Regions from separate parts of the Ovis aries genome. Here region 2 is linked to region 1. The links are chromatin contacts, called in public Hi-C maps. All regions are on one chromosome and are shown on one strand. Each heading gives the region's core, a stretch centred on a gene start, on an enhancer-like site or on the middle of the called end of the contact. The rest is flanking DNA. Distances are from core to core; before and after follow the strand shown. Region 1 overlaps SH3KBP1 (SH3 domain containing kinase binding protein 1). Region 2 holds the start of SH3KBP1 (SH3 domain containing kinase binding protein 1).

Region 1 (2,700 bases), core at 124-2,623:
AACAAGATTGTAGTTTAACATTTCCAAATGTCTCTATTTTAAGCTTCAGCTTTCTAGAATGCACTACAGTGACCTCAACTCAGTGCAACATTTTAGAAACACCATTTCCTATGTGTCTGTTGTTTGTTTTCCTTACATTTAGTAGAGAAGCACCTGGTCCTATAAAACAGAATAATGTCCAATACAGTGATGCAACCTTCTGTGACTATGCTCAAGTGATCATAAAGGCCACCATACAACTCTAAGGGACAGCCTGTTCTACTTTTTGAACAACAAGCTTTGGCCAAGGACAGTCACCCCTCAAAAACTTTCTGGTTTCTATTCTTCCAACAGGGGTTTAAAGAAGTATATTCCCACATCACCATTGCGCTCACAATAATGCTAAACCCAAAAGAAGACTTAAGTTCATTTACAGTTACCAAGTTCCTCTGGCTTTTAAATCCTTAACCGAGAAAAGTACAGAGATAACAAACTAAAGACTATCGTTCTAAGCCAGAGGTCGGCAAACTAAGCCCACCATGTGTTTTTGTAAATAAAATTTCATTATAATACAAGCCCATTCATTTCATTTAGGTATTTGCTATGGCTATTCTGATGCCACAACAGCAGAGCTGAGGAGTTGGAACAGAAATTCAAGCCCAAAATACCTAACGCTTTACACACAAAGTTTACATGAGGTAGTCTCTTATCAAAGCTCCATTAAGATCTGGATTTTTAAAACCTGATGCCTGATACAATCATTTCAAATTGCTTAATAATTTACATAATTATGTTCAAAAGCAGTAAAAGTCAGAAATGATAGTAATTCACAAGCTGCAGATCTGGGCTGGGGTTCTGGGCTTGTCTGGACCCAGGATCACATTGACTTGGGAAGAAGGGAAAGTGAAGTGCCTGGAGTCAAAGCATACCTGGGTGTCAGGAAGGGCTCAAAGAGGAAAGATGTGTTTTTTAGAAAGAGGCTGGGGCAAGAATTGGGCATGGGTCCTTCAATGAATGAACAGGAAGATGGAAAATTTGGTGGGAGGCCACACTTTGGCCTGGGCAGAGGTGGAAAGAACAGAACAAAAGCTTGTCAAAACATAGCCACTGCCTAGCAGCTTCCTACACACCCAAGTGTTAGTTACCGTATCCAATTCCCCGATTGCTGGCCCTGTTCACAACAGCCTCGCCCTCTTCTCCCTTACCAGGGCCCCACCGGAAACCAGCAACTGTGGCTGGTGCTCTGCTAGGTTGAGAGTTTCAGCTGGCGCACCAGGCCAACACAGCGTAAAGCTGTGTGCATGCGCGTGTATGTATACGCACTCCCACCTCAGCAGCCCGGCGCCTGCTAGAACAGCAGTTACTGGGGGTTTGTGCAGCTTCACAGGCAGATGGCATCAGGGGACAATCTGCAAACACTGCCAGCCTGAGTTGCATGAAAGGATGCTTTCTTAGTGATGGCTGCCAGCCTGCTATGGCTCTAGAAATACAGAAAAGCAGCCACCGTGGGGTCTTCTTTCCCAATGGCTGCTTCTTTGGGGGTAGAAGAGTTGCTTAAACATCACTCTCCACTGTAGGGTGGGTATGACCATGCAAACACCAATTTCCCGACTGGACACAATATAATGAATGCAGTGATGCAACATCCAGTTTTGCCAAGGAGTGATTCAGAGAAATTCAGTGGGCTGTGGGTGACATGCTGAGTACTTGCTTAGCACTAACCACTAATGGCATGCAGCTGGGGAAGGATGAAGGGGTTGCAAACATTTGAAAAATTGGGGTGGTCACTGGGAAAAGCCTCAGAAGCCATGGTTGTCAAGAATGTTCACACCCAAGGCTTCAGAGCAGCACCTCACAAGTTTTGAAGGACTGATCTGATGAAGCAGGTGCTTAAGGGCTGAGAAACCAGCAACAGGAGAGGATCTGGTTCATAAGTTTCAGATTCTGTGCCCCACACCAATGATTGTTCACATTTGCCAGATACATAAGCCTAATGATGACACAATTCCATAAGTTGCTTCTTAGATGGAAGCAAGGAGACAAAACCAAAAATATGCCTTGCCCTTTTCCAAAGAAACCAACCAGACACGCAGCCACGGCAGTGCATCCTACAGCCTCTCCATTGGCCCAACAACCAGGTTCATCCAGGCTCAGTGTAACCTCACCAAAACCAAACATCTTCCCTCCAATCTGCCCCTTCTCTGGGAGCGACGGGAGCTATCCCGCTTGATAGCTCATCATCTGCACACTTACCCTGGCTGGAAGACTCAGTGTTAATCCTCGTTATCTAACCAGCCACCCAGTTGGGCTCTATCTACTTCCTTAATCTATTTCTCTCCTTCCTCCCATACTGCCTCAAAAATATGAGTGTCAGGCAAAGAACCTGAACAGACATTTCTCCAAAGAAAATATACAAATGGCCGATAAGAACACGACAAGATGCTCCACATCATTATTCACTAGGAAAACTTAAATCAACACCAAAATGATATACCCTTTCACTCCCACCAAGATGGCTAGATTTTTTTTTTTGTAAAGGAATACGAGTGCTGATGTGGAAAAAATGGAATCCTCATACACTGCTGGTGAGAATGCAAAATGGAGCAGTCACTGTGGAAAACAGCATGGTTGTTTCTCAAAAAGTTAAACGCAGAATTACCATATGATCCAGCAATTCCACTTTCAGGTAATACACCCCAAAGGGTTGAAAGCAGGGACCTA
Region 2 (2,700 bases), core at 117-2,616, 130 kb after region 1:
ACCTGAACCCAGAAAGGTCTCACTTCATTATGATTTATTAAAATCTACAGTCTTCCTATACTTGGCCTAGAAACACCTCAAAGTAATCTGCCAGAGGCATGAAAAACAGACTGCCTACCACCAAGAATATTACCTGGGTGGGCCAAACGTTTAACAGCCCCGGCAATCTCAAGTCCATTGCCCAATAAAGTGCCAGTTCGTCTGGGCAACGTGGCTCCAATACTCTGGGGTCTATACCAGATGGGACCCAGGGGACATAACAGTTTGTTGGCTACTTAGAACTGATCTTTGACCAGTAAATCAAGGACTATATCACCCTTTCCAGTTCCCCAACCCTGCAGACTTAGAGGGTGTGGGAAGTGCCCTTTGAGCATCACCGAGCAGAGAGCTTGCCAGACTGAAGAGAGGCAGGCTGGCAGAGAGGGGTTCAGGGCTGAGAGGAAGAGGGACGTCAAGGGAGGCGGGTCAAGGCGCTTCAGACCCTAGGACTGCACGCCAGCCCGGGTAATGGGGCGTTTCCCGCCACCCCCACCACCACGTCAGCCCCCGGCAAAGGCACCCGGGCCCCCGCCGCCTCTGCAGCGGGGCCAGGCGGGAATGGCAAGCGGCGCGCAGGGCCGGAGCCCACCAGCTCCCGGTACCCCCGCCCTCAGCGCAAGGAAGGCGCGCTGGGGGCGAGAAAATGGCCAAGACAAAACTCTCCCCGCCCACCCGAAAAGCCAACCACACCCCCTGCATCCCTCCGCGCCAGCCGCCCCGGGCCGGCCCCCGCGCTCTTCCACCCAGGCCCCCGCGGGGTTCCAGTGGGCGCCGGGCGGGCTCGGCAGGGACGCGGGCGCGAGTGGGAGTGAACAGGGGCGCGCGAGGCAGGCAGGGTGCCCACCCCGGTGTCACCCGCCGGGGCCCTGCCCCTAGGGCGCCCTCCTCAGCTCCGCGGTCCCGGGACAGGCGCGCCGCCCCAGGCTGCGGTGAGCACCCGTTCGCCCCCCACTCACCCATTGGCGTCGAGCCGGGCCGGGCCGCCGAGGCAGCGTGAAAGTTAGCGGAGGCGGACGCGGGGGTCAAGGCGCCGGGACCTGGGCGCGGGATTCGGGGCGCTGGTATGTGGGCGCGGGGGTCGGATGGCTGGGTCGGCTTTTTCCTCTGTAGCGGCGGCCGCGGCGGCTCAAAGCCGCCCGCTGCTGCCTCTGCTGCTGCTGCTGCTGCTGCCCCGGGGCGACTCCTGCTGCTGCTGCATCGCGACCCGCTGCGCCCGGCTGCGCCGGGTTTCCTGCTCCCCGCTAGTGGAAATTGCGAAAAAAAAAAAAAAAAAAAAAGCGCCACCCAGCCCAGTGCCCAGCAGTCGCGGCCGCGCAGCCCGCTCTCCCCTCCTCCTCGCCGCCGCCGCCGCCGCCGCTCCTGCGGCTCCGCCTGCCGGGGACGCGCGGCCGCCAGGGCGGGGGCGGGGCTGGAGGGGCGGGGCCAGTGGGCGGAGCCTTCGAGGGACCGGGCTGGCGCCCGGGGCGTCTCTGTGACTGCTGCGCTCCGGCGCCCCCCTCACCGCCTGCTGGGGAGGGACCCAGCTCTGCGAGGCTGCCCCCCACCTTTGGCGGCTCCGCTAACGCCCCGGGAAATGCCGCGAGACTCCTCGAGACCAGAGGAGGGGAGGAAGGGTCTGAGGGGAGGGGGCGTCCAGGTGGAGGGGCACGTGGAAAGGAGATGGAAAAAGCTGATCCCAAAGGTGCGACGTGAGGTGGAGGCCAGGTTGGGGGAGGGGAGACCGTGGGCAGGTGAGGGGCTGAACACCTGCTGAGGGTGATGACAGGTAATCCCGGGGCGTCTCGGCAACCCAGAAGGCTTCACAGAGGGGGCTGTTGGGAAGGAGAAGGGGTTTATCCTACGGAGGGAGAGGAACGCTGTTTCCCTTCAGTGCAGCGTGGGAACGGCAGACCAGGCGCGAGTTCGGCTTGTAGGGGGTGGTGGGTTGGAGATGCAGAAAGAGAAGTGAAGCCAGTGGGCTGCATCGCCACACACCGACCCTCATACGGACTCCTAACCCAGCACCCCCCTGCCTGAGTCAGGTGGGATTCACTGCTCAGCAATGTTCCAGGCTCTCATGTTCCCAGGAATCCACTGAGCCAATTCCCCACCAACAGGCAACATTGTGCCACACTGAGCTGATCCCCAGATCAGGGCAGCCTACCCTTGAGTGGGCACTAAAATGAAAACAGCGAATTTATGTTAGTTCACAGGTAACGCACAAGCTCCTTTTGGAGTCCTTTCACTACCACACCTTTCACCATACTCTGACATCCACCACATTCATTTACCGACTCGTTATTTCCTTTTCCCTTTCCACCATCTGGTGGTAGGAAGAGATAGTGAAATAGATGGGAGACATTCAGGAAGAGAGAAAATAAAGACAATAAAGAAATTACATTCAAAGAAACTAAATAATTGACCACTGAAAAATGGAGGAGACTGAGGGTTAGTGAATCCACAAGTGACAAAAACAGACCCCTTACCAAATACAGGTTGTCTTCCTGCCTCAACAATAATGTTGGGGCAACTCTTGTAAATTGGTTACATCCTGGGATTTCTACAGAAAGATGTACTTATAACTGTTTCATTAGCTTAAAACAAACCAAAAAACCCTTCAAAGTCAGGGTCTTACCAACAAGAAATCAGTAGCTTCATCCTTCTAATACTTTCTGTGTGTAT

What was found. Hi-C and Micro-C count contacts between places; a contact is called where the count stands out from the background.
Region 2: a contact with region 1 is called in a Hi-C map of hypothalamus, with 4 times the contacts expected there. The contact joins the promoter of SH3KBP1 here to the enhancer-like site in region 1. A contact is called at or near these places in 4 of 16 Hi-C or Micro-C datasets (blood, hypothalamus, liver and 1 more).

Annotation. Positions count from the first base shown.
Region 1 is chrX:18,281,103-18,283,802 of ARS-UI_Ramb_v3.0, forward strand. All of the region lies in intron 1 of SH3KBP1 (SH3 domain containing kinase binding protein 1), which reads right to left. Among named protein-coding and RNA genes, the nearest start is that of SH3KBP1, 130 kb to the right of the region's middle. Within about 2 kb of position 1,374, at least 11 of the 54 cell types and tissues checked have an H3K27ac peak or open chromatin away from gene starts, as enhancers often do. A contact at or near this core is called in hypothalamus, where this site is marked.
Region 2 is chrX:18,406,793-18,409,492 of ARS-UI_Ramb_v3.0, forward strand. It overlaps SH3KBP1 (SH3 domain containing kinase binding protein 1), which reads right to left and starts at 1,367. Exons shown (of 16, transcript XM_060407724.1): 1 at 996-1,367.